Linked DNA regions of Anser cygnoides: regions 1 and 2 are each linked to region 3. The links are chromatin contacts, called in public Hi-C maps. All regions are on one chromosome and are shown on one strand. The core of a region is the stretch at or near the end of the contact, and the rest is flanking DNA. Distances in the headings are between cores, read along the strand shown.

Region 1 (3,496 bases), core at 251-2,750, 150 kb after region 3:
AAGGACAAAGAAAAAACATAAGCATCTCTACCATTTCTAGGCCTAGACTACTGCACTGAGTGAAATAATTCCTCTACAAAACACAATGTATAGTTTCACCTATAGCAATGAACAGGCCTGAAGGTGACAATTACACGTGGCACAGAACGCAATGGCTTGGTCAATTAGCAAAGCAGGTAACTGATTGATTACCTTGCCATTAAACTCTGCTCAGATCACAGACTTCCCATCTCTTAGTATTATGAAAACAACAATGCAGACCTTAAATCCGACCAAAACAGTTACTTAAAGGGTTTTTTGGAGAAATTTAGAGTTTTTGCAACTCCCCTGTGGGTAGGGCACAGCAGGCATAGGTAGCAAGGTTTTGTAGCTGATATAAAATGGAGCAACACCCTAAGAAGAACTAGGAACTGCAGCTAACCACATGCCAGCAGAAACACAGCACGCTTCTTGAACCTTACCCGCACGCCTTCACATTCATGGGATCTGTCCTCCTGCAGAGAGAGGGCCCCAGTCCAACAAAGGCTGGTCACTGCCCTAACTGCTAAGTGACAAGCAAGTTCTAGATATGCCTCTGGTATCTTTATACCACAACAAAAAGATCTGAAAAGAGGAATTTTATTATGAAAACTGCAAATGATATTACAGAGCTATGCAGACCTTTTATTACTACTTTGCCTTATGCTGCCTACTTGCCTTGTATCAGAAATGGGTGGAGAAGGGCTTTAAATTTAGTATCCCAAGACTAATAAAAATGTTTTGTTAGCAATGTGCTAAACATTTAATTGAAGAGTTCCTTGTATCATCAAGAAAAAGTCCATTTAGCATTGATTTCTAAAAATATGTCAACATATTAAGACCCAAGACTTTTAGTTATGAAACATCTACTACTCAAAGCAACCTTCGCTGGAAAAAAAAAAAAAAAGAGAGCACCATGGCTTTCTATTAGTTGGGCATTTTGCAGAGTCACTGTCCTCAGGTGTCCGCATTAAGAAAACCTAAATAGTACTTTGATTTTACAGTGTTGAATAGCTTGCACGGAAAAATTATGGGACATCCACTCCCATGACAAGGCACCACACTTCCTAAGAATCATAAGTTCAGGTAGTTCCCTACAACTATTTTTAAATTACTTCCTTTATTTCTTTCTCTTGCACAAATTGCCAGTAAAAGAATTAGTAAGGCAGAGAAAAGGAGACTATGTTGGATCCCTTCAGATGACTGGAGAATTTATTTGATGTCCAGAGGGGTCAGAAGATTCCATTATCTCACTTCAACAAGCAGGTCTAAATTTTGAAAGACTATGGCACTGCAGCCTTTCCACATTCTTCATCTACAGCCTATTAATAAATTGCCACGGAGTTCTGGAACCCTCTTCATCCAAAGCTATCCATTTCCTTCGCATTACCAGGATACAGGATATTCAACAGCAAGTCTCCTAATAGCACTGAAAACTTCCATTACAAAAAAAAATCAGCCCCGCAACAGTTCAACTATAAATAGCAAATTCATGGCTACTATTAGTAACAAGGGATAACAAATGTTTACGCTTTACCATGATGAAAAGAAACTGTATTAGTGTTTTCCAAAATTGAAGCAGTAAGTTATTTGAACAAGGTTCCAGAAAATAGAGTCTTCCACATTAGAAAGCACAGCCTGTCTTCTAGTAATGCAATTCAGCCTGTCTCGGAGGCTGTCAGTCACCCAAGTACAGAAACGACATTCTTCCGAAGAAGGTTGTTCAAGATAAATATCCTATACAACTGGTAGCTTCATTTCACCTTCCTCCTCTTACACCATTAGGACACAAACACCCAACTTCCTCTGAAGATCCAGGGCTAAGTTCACTGACCACGCAGCTGACGCACTGCGCATCGTCCCAGCCGTATTTATCAACACGGCCATGGCTGTCATGGTGCCAGCAAGTAGTTAAAGGGCAATGACAAAAGAAAACAGGTTAATTACGTGACAAAAAGAGAGGACTCAGGATATTCAAGGAAATTCTTGGACCTCTGCTAGCGTGCAAAAGAAATCCCAGGGCGAAGAGCAGAGCTCCACACCAGAACCTCTGTGCAGAGCCTGTCCTCAGCCCATCCACGCCATGTGGATTTAGCATGGCCACAGCAGTCAGGCACCTGCCCCGTGGCTTAATTACGTGGATCAGAGCGAGTCTTGGTTGGGTACAGCAAGAGCTAACCAGGCACTCCTCGGCTGCTAAGCACAAATCACCTAGCACTACACGGGACAGCCCGTCCTGCCTCTGAGGACCTAATAAACGACTTCACCTTGAAAATCTTACTGAAAAGCATTTTGAGACAAATATATACTCATTTTGGCAGCTGTGCTTGGACAGGGAACAAGACACTGAGCAAAAATAATATCTAAGTATTTAAGACAATAAACCTCTAACAAACCTTTAATCTGATTTCTTGTGGGACCCAGAGAGCCAGGTAACAGACCAAAGCAAAGAAGGTCGGACCTAAGGGAGGAAGTTATCCCCATCTGAAGCAACACAGACAAAAACACAGAAAAAATGTAGGTTTCATCACACATGTACAAAGGAATACCACTACTGAATGATATATCTGATCTCATCAGGAGCCAGAAGACTAAGCTGGTCCTCTTCTACCTGTACAGCTTCACTCAAGGCATACATTGTACAGGGGAGTCCATCTTGAGCAGCCTAACTCACTCTCGAAGTTCCCACCTAAAAACGTCCTGCGCCTGTTTCTATATACCCAACTTCCCTCATGAGCTCCACCCTCTGTCGCTGGGCTCCCATTCTAGCACTGCTCCTCGTCTTGCATGGGCATCCCGAGGTCCTGCTTCAATCCACGATAGCCAGCAGCCCCAGGCCACTGTAAATCTGTACCCAGCTGTGGACTCTGTAACTGCCAACACACCCAGGTGCAGCAGTGCAGATACTCGGCCACTAGCCTTGTTCGTGTAACACTCCTTGGAGCCAAAGCCCAATAAAATAGGTGTTTATGCATGTTCGTAACGCTTCTTTCTGGAAGTGATAAAGCTGATTAAACGGAACTGAACTCTGGCAACAGAGCACACAGCAGATCCCACCTCCATGTCAGTCACTGTCTGCATGTAAAGGAAGTGCAACAACCAACACTTCACAGCGGTCCAGAGACTGAGAAAATGCAAGAGTATTTGTACTAGAACCTTACATCTGGTTTATGCATGAAACACTGATATTTTGGTAACAACTGCTACAGAAACGTGTGACATACATCTGCAGGCACCACTGGGAGGAACTAATTTCCCAGAGGCATGGAGAAACAAAGGGAAGGAGATGTAGGGTACTAAAATAGCCTAAAGGATTCTGACTTTTCTTCATGTTTGTAACCCTGATGTTTGCAGAACTGCACATTGGAGCATAAAGCCAAGACAAGCTGCTGTGCTACTCCCACCTAGACACCAGAAACAGCCCCACCGTCCCTACCACCACTCTGTTTTATTGCTAGGCAAATGAACAAGAGTCTTC
Region 2 (3,317 bases), core at 81-2,580, 210 kb after region 3:
AGAGCTTCTCTCTGCACCTGTGTACAGCTACAACACGCCACAACAGAATGGCTCTTGTGCGAGAGTCCCTGCAGTATCTACCAAAGATATTCATTTGAAGTGCTGGAGGAGACCACAACCGTTTCTGTGTTGAGGGGAAAATTATTTCAGAAGGTGAGCACTCTGTAGCCTCTTCGGAATCCTGTTGGGTATACAGCTTTAAAAAGTATTCCTGATGTATTTGTATAGATTCCTTCAGAACAGCAGATACAATGGATTTCCTAACAAGATGAACAATTTTGATATTTCTCTGACGAGGCAATTCCATGTTTTTCTTTTACTGTTTTTAGATCGTTTTGATTCAGATCGCCAATAGTCATAATGATTTCCTGCAAGGTGAATATTGTGACTTTCCTCACAACAGACATACAACTTACAAAACAAATCAACTCATAGAAACTTTGTTTCAGTAGTTAGACTTTTTCTCATGTGTATGGATAAGGTATGTGTACGGGCAGGGCACTTTGATTAATTGTTGTAGAAGCTTATTTATGTAACTATAAAATGTTTACTTTGAGTAGCGTGTCAGAGGATGACTGATGTGTAACTTGCCAGCCTCCAAAATTCTACCTGGCAGGAAGAAGTCTGAGAAGCATCTGCAGTGTTGTGTCACGTCTAGTCAGACTTAACGCCTGACTTCACCGGGCCGAACAGATCACTCACGTGAAGCCAGTCTAAGTGCTGGTTCGACTTCTGTCGTACGGCGCTTCCAGAATGTTGCTGTGGTCTGCACAGGGTTCTTCTCAAGTGCGTAGAACCTCACCTTCATCTCCACGTGGTTCTGAGGCGCGTAATGCGAGGACGAGGAGCGGAGGCGGTGGCAGGCCCCAGGTCGCCTTGCTTACAGCTGCTGCGGGCCCGGGGCAGCACCCCTGGTGCTGAGGGGACTCGGGTGCAGCCTTTTCCTGCTGGGGACACAGACGTGTAACGGGGTCGGAGGGGCCGAACCGTTTCTGATCTAAACTGCAGCGTGTGAACGGCTGGGTTATTGAAGCGTGCCGGGGGTGGCTGCCGGGACGTGGCTGGAGCCGTTCCCCTCCCTGTCCGCTGCCTTTCACCGCGGTGACGGTGACTTACAGGGACAACAGCCGCCAGCCCTTTCACACCGCCAGCCCCCGCCGCCCTTCCTTCGCGCCCGGGGCCCGCTCTGCGCCTGAGGGCCCGCACGGGGGGCGGGCCTTACAGCGTGGCCGCGCTGCGATTGGTCCCCGCCGCGGTCAGCGCCACGCTGCAGCGCGGCGGATTGGCTTGTAGCCGTGAGGTGGGCGGAGCGCCTATTGGCTTGCGGCGGTGAAGGGGGCGGGGCTTCGATCGGGGCGAGTCCCGCGGCGGCCCCGCCCCGCCCGCCCCGCCCCGCGAGGCCGCCGGGCGGTGATGGAGGCGCCGCCAGGTGAGGCCCGGCCCGGGGGCGCGGGGCCGCCGCTCGGCGGGGCCGGGGGCGCCGCGGGGCTCGGGGGGCGGCGGGCGGGCGGGCGGGGCCGCTCCGGGGAGGCTCGGCCCGGGGCTGCTCCGGGCTCCGCCGCCCGCGGCTCGCCGCAGGCCGCCGTCCTGCCCCGCGTCCCGCCGGAGGGGCCCGGCTGCGGGCAGCGGCTCCCGGCGGCAGGGGCAGGGCAGCGGCAGGGCGGCGCGGCCCGCCCCGAGGAGCGCCGTGCGCCGGGACGGCCTCGGGGCCGCTTTGCCCCGCGGGTGTGGAGCCGCTGGGTCAGCCCGGCGCTGCCGCCCCGCAGGGACCCGTGCGGCGCGGGGCTGCGCCCTGACCTGCGGGGTGCTGCCGGCCGGGGACGGGGCGCTCGGTTGCGGTCGGGCCGCGAGGCGTTTGGTCTGGAACGGTTCGCTGTGAGAGCGCCCGGAGGTCTGGGTGGTTTTGGGTGCTGGGGCTTTTAAAACTGGGCATCAACTTGCTGGCGTTACCAGGTTAGGTTTGGGTAACTCAGGGAGCTTGGCCTTGGTGACAATTTTTAGAAAGTTACCGGTGAGCAAGCAGGATTTGGTTCTCCCTGGGCACTTGTACAGATCCATGCTGTGTGCCTAATCGCTAAACTCAGCTTCTCTCACCCCTTCCTTTGGCTTGGGTCTTGGCTCTCTGCTCTGTTCTGCGTTCTCCCGGGTGCTGTCACCCACCAACACGATGCTCTGCTCCTTCAGGCTGTGGTAACCGTAGTGTTGTGTCGTGGTATGCATTGATGGGCAGGTTTTGCTTGCTGGCACAGAGGCTTTCATTAACTGGTCACAGAGTCACTCCCTGTTGTCTTCTCGCCTCTTACTGTTACCCTGCTGAACGTGTAACCTCGTGGTTGTTTCTTTGAATCATATCTACCAATAACATTCTCTACATCTAAACCATGAAGCTGAAGAGCGACTATGGGCTAAAGAAATCATCCTCCCCATGAGCGAGAGGCACGCTTCCTAAGTGCTGAACTATTAATCTTCTGCATCTTCCTTGTCCAGCGTCACACAACTGACTGCTGCAGCAGAGTGATTTCTGGAGAGTGAGAGTTAGCTGGCTTGACTGGAGTAGCGATTTGATGTGGTAGGAGAAGAGCTGTCATATGTTTCGGGGTGAAGTTGCAGAAGGAAGCAGGCTGCATCTGACCGCATGCTGTTAGCAGGCGTAGAGCTTCACCCTGACGCGAGTTTTTGGTAATTGCCATTGACCTCAGAGAAAAACGTGTCCCCTTCAGTGAAGGAAGGGGCGATCGCCTGAGCAACTGCTGAGTTTTAACGTTCTTTAGAAACTGGAAGTCAGTGGTTAGTGGTTTTCCTTCTCTAAGCACGCTTTCCTTATGCAACTTAACTGCAAGTAAGCTTTTGGTAGCATGAAGAAACAGATCTGAGACGTGCCCGGATCCATGATGGGTTCTTTGCGCCATCCTGTGCCCACCCAGATCCTTGACTCTTACTTTGGATAGCATTTATCTGTGTGCCAAATGCGCTTTGTGCAAGGGTTTTCATGCTGTTTTTTCCTAGCTTGTATGTATCCTAGATGTCTCTGGGGCTTTATGGCAGTTCTCTCAGAAGATATTTTAACTTTCTGACTATTCACAACACTTTCGGAAGGGACAATAGGCCGGTAGTATCTACCCCTCTTCCCAAGTCTGGCTCTAGTGTGGCATTGCTTGTACAGCCTCTACAGGAATATCCATTCAAGTGTGTAATTCCTTCCTGGAAGTTGTTCTCTGACGAGTAAAGTTTGTCTTTCCTTTCTTTCTGTTCTGGGAAATCCAATTAATTATACAAGTGAGTGCAAATGTTAGGTGCTGAGTCAGTGGCAGAGGGGA
Region 3 (3,222 bases), core at 284-2,783:
TGGTGTGTATTTTCCTGATAACACCGGGCCCAAGTGCTTCCAGCCTGACTCCTGCTGCGGGGCTGAGCATGGCCGTGGTTCTCGGGGGGTTGGTTTAGTTCTGAATTAAGGGGTTGGCCATTTGAAAGCAGAGTAAGTGATCAGCTCTGGTGACAAAACTTGCTTGCAAAACGACTGTCACATCATGCAAAAGCAGCAGGAGGCTCCTTTGACTTCTCTAGCTCTAGTTGCAGGCAAAGATTGGAGTCTGCCATGAGCAGGAAGCAACAGGCCCCCTCAAAGCCCCGTCACGGTGCTCTGATGGAGTGATTTGCTACGTGGTTGGATCCTCGGTGATGTACAGTAACGCATGGGCCTTCCGCCCCGTTGCCCCCCTCGATTTGGGGGTGTCGGTGGGAGAGAAAACTAAAACTAACCGAAAAAAGTGAGGCTGTGAGGGGTTCTGTTCCAGCTGCTGTGACTGCTCCAGGAGGTGGTGCAGGGGAAGGGCCGAGCTGGAGGCACTGGTGATGAAAACTGCCTGTGAGTAACGCGGCCAGGAGTTACGGGACGTGTCTGCTGCCACACAGGGCTTATTTTCAGGGGTGGGGAGGACTGCGAAACGGGAAAGGAGAAACTACCAGGCCTTTAGAGAAGGGATCAGGATGTTGTAACCAGTGTGAGGCGTTGGTGTGCGTAACGCTGGGTATCTGGGGATGGCTGGGGTGCGCAGACCTCCGGCTGGGCCTGGGGAGTTCACCTCCCCGGTTTCTCGGCCTAACTCCTGTTACAGCTGAAATGGCAGCTGGTGGGAGCGCAAGGTTAATGGGTGGGCGAGCAGCCTGCTGTGTAGCTGAGACACCTCTGACGTTAGGTTAGGGCTATGAGAAGTGTCTTCACAGCATTCATCTTCTGTTCTGGCAGCCTGACGAGGCAGCTGTTTACATGCAGGAAACACCTCTCAAGACCCTGATGGACTTTCCTGCTCTCGTGAGCCTCGATCCCACGGTGTTTTGCTTTGTGCTTTCCCCTCTGTGCCCCGTGTCGCGGCCAGGGGTGTGCGCAGCGCGCTCAGACAAACACTCCTCGCTGCCTGGGTCGGTGGACTTGGTACTTGGGAGCTGGGTTTGTGCCCCGCAAGGCCAAAGCGTTGGGCTCGTCCCTCAGGATCGATCAGCATTTGTTGGTCTTACGAAAGCTAAAGGGTGTTTTTAGAACGGAATTGGATCTGTTGGGGACTTCTACGCGTAGGGGCGGAACTGAGTGCAAATAGGCAATGGGGTCCTGCAAAGTGGGAGACTTCGAGACAAACGCAGGCTACAGCGTTTATATAAGGATGTTCAGAGTTTTTATATAGGGTATTCAGAAATGGAATGAAAAATGGCCCTGTTACAAAACGTGACAACAACTGGGCATGAAGATGTAGCGTTGGTGTTTACCACTTAACACACAGGTGACACCTCAGGCTGATGTCTGGCGATGATGATTCCAGATCTGGATGAAGAAAACTGAGCTGCTCTAAGCAAATACAAAGCGCAGCAAATAAATCCTTCCGTACTCTTTGACCAGCTCTTTGGACTGTAATAGGAGTGAAATGGTTTGTGGGCTGGAGGAGGTCTTGGCAGAAACACAAGCCCTTTAAGCGGTGCTGGCACCAAGTGCCGGGCCGAAAGGCCGCGCTGCCTCCGGGGCGCTGCGCGTGCGGCGAGCTCGGGGGCTGCCCGTCTGATCCTTGTTTTCTCTTTCAGATGGAAAGAATGCGAATGGATCCAAACAGCGTTATAATCGTAAAAGAGAAACTGCGTATTCCAAAAATGAGAACTTTTCCAGTCAGTCCCGTCGCTCCAATTCACAGAAAAGCAAAGCTTTTAACAAGATGCCCCCTCAGAGGGGAGGTAGCGGCGGAAGTGGCAAACTTTTTAGCTCTTGTAATGGTGGAAGACGAGATGAGGTGAGAATTGTAATGCCGTGTCTCCAAGGCCTTCTTTCTTGGGACGAGAGGATCACTCTGACCTGCCTAGATAGGTCTTCTGTATTCAGCTCCTGGGCTGGGAAGGGAAGGAGCGATAAGAGGTGCTAACATCGTTGAGATGCCACATTGAGTGTGAGCAGAACAACTTTGCAACAACAGAAGAGGAGTGCTCTCTGCTCTGAGAGACTTGCAATAAAAAGGAACAGTAAAACTAGTGGAAATGCCACCTGAGGAATGGGTACCTAGGCAGGCCACGTGCATATCTCAGGAAACAAAGGTCCTTCATGACAATATGTAGCGATACGATTTCTAGCTTTTAAAAGTCCGGGATGATTGTGTCTAACCACTTGAGTGTACAAATTTGCACGTGGTAGTGGCATTGGGAAAGTAATCAAATTAGCCTTGGTGACATCAAGATGGAGTAAAACCACACCGGGGCTTCTTATGCTGCTGTGGGTATGAATACTGTAGATCACTGGTGGGTTTGCATTGATACAGAAGATGCTGATTTTTTTCAGTTTTAGCGGATGAGCAAAGCTGCCTACCTAAAATGCTAACTCTGTCAAAACTCACTTGCTGTCTCTGTTCATTTCTCATTCTCTGCTTTGTTATATGAAAACTAACTACAAACGAGTATCATTTGTGCAATAGTAGTCAAATGTGTGTTACTGGCCATATAAAAGAATACTGCCAGGATCTCAACAACTCTCTCCTGTTATTAACCTCGACTACGAGGTATTGTTGGCTTTTACTTGTTGTTACTTGGGTTGTTTTTATGCTCTCCTCCACTTCATCCGTGTGGGGTAAGACCACTCAGTTCTAACTTTCAGGTTCTCATGCACTTTCGCTGCAGTGCTTGATTTGCGGAATGGGAGTAGGAGAAGGTGAGTCAGTGGGTGCTGCGTATTCTGTACATAATCACTGCTGGGGCCTGGGTATCAACTTGTACTGATGATTTCGCAGTAAATTCTAGCAAGTTCTAATAAATGCTGTTGTCTCTTAGGTAGCAGAGGCTCAACGGGCAGAGTTCAGCCCTGCCCAGTTCTCTGGTCCCAAGAAGATTAATCTGAACCACTTACTGAACTTCACTTTTGAACCCCGTGGCCAAGCAGGCCATTTTGACGGGAATGGACATGGCAACTGGGGGAAAAGGAACAAGTGGGGACATAAGCCTTTCAACAAGGAACTCTTCCTACAGGCCAAGTGAGTGGAAGACTAGCAGGGTTCTCAGACTTCTGCAGAGACAGTAAGCCGTAAGGAACAATCGGCCA

The links. Hi-C and Micro-C count contacts between places; a contact is called where the count stands out from the background.
Region 1: a Hi-C map of liver shows a contact between it and region 3, with 6 times the contacts expected there. The contact joins two enhancer-like sites. A contact is called at or near these places in 2 of 7 Hi-C or Micro-C datasets (both in liver).
Region 2: a Hi-C map of liver shows a contact between it and region 3, with 2.8 times the contacts expected there. The contact joins the promoter of LIMK2 here to the enhancer-like site in region 3. A contact is called at or near these places in 2 of 7 Hi-C or Micro-C datasets (both in liver).

What each region holds. Positions count from the first base shown.
Region 1 is chr17:11,296,490-11,299,985 of Taihu_goose_T2T_genome, reverse strand. All of the region lies in intron 1 of SPPL3 (signal peptide peptidase like 3), which reads right to left. Among named protein-coding and RNA genes, the nearest start is that of SPPL3, 12 kb to the right of the region's middle. Within about 2 kb of position 1,500, at least 1 of the 3 cell types and tissues checked has open chromatin away from gene starts, as enhancers often do. A contact at or near this core is called in liver, where this site is marked.
Region 2 is chr17:11,236,777-11,240,093 of Taihu_goose_T2T_genome, reverse strand. LIMK2 (LIM domain kinase 2) reads left to right here and starts at 1,330. Exons shown (of 16, transcript XM_066979107.1): 1 at 1,330-1,429. The coding sequence starts at 1,414. RNF185 (ring finger protein 185) reads left to right here. Exons shown (of 7, transcript XM_013173701.3): 7 at 1-556.
Region 3 is chr17:11,447,787-11,451,008 of Taihu_goose_T2T_genome, reverse strand. It overlaps RNF10 (ring finger protein 10), which reads left to right. Exons shown (of 17, transcript XM_066978627.1): 2 at 1,728-1,930; 3 at 2,955-3,154. Among named protein-coding and RNA genes, the nearest start is that of RNF10, 5.9 kb to the left of the region's middle. Within about 2 kb of position 1,533, at least 2 of the 3 cell types and tissues checked have open chromatin away from gene starts, as enhancers often do. A contact at or near this core is called in liver, where this site is marked.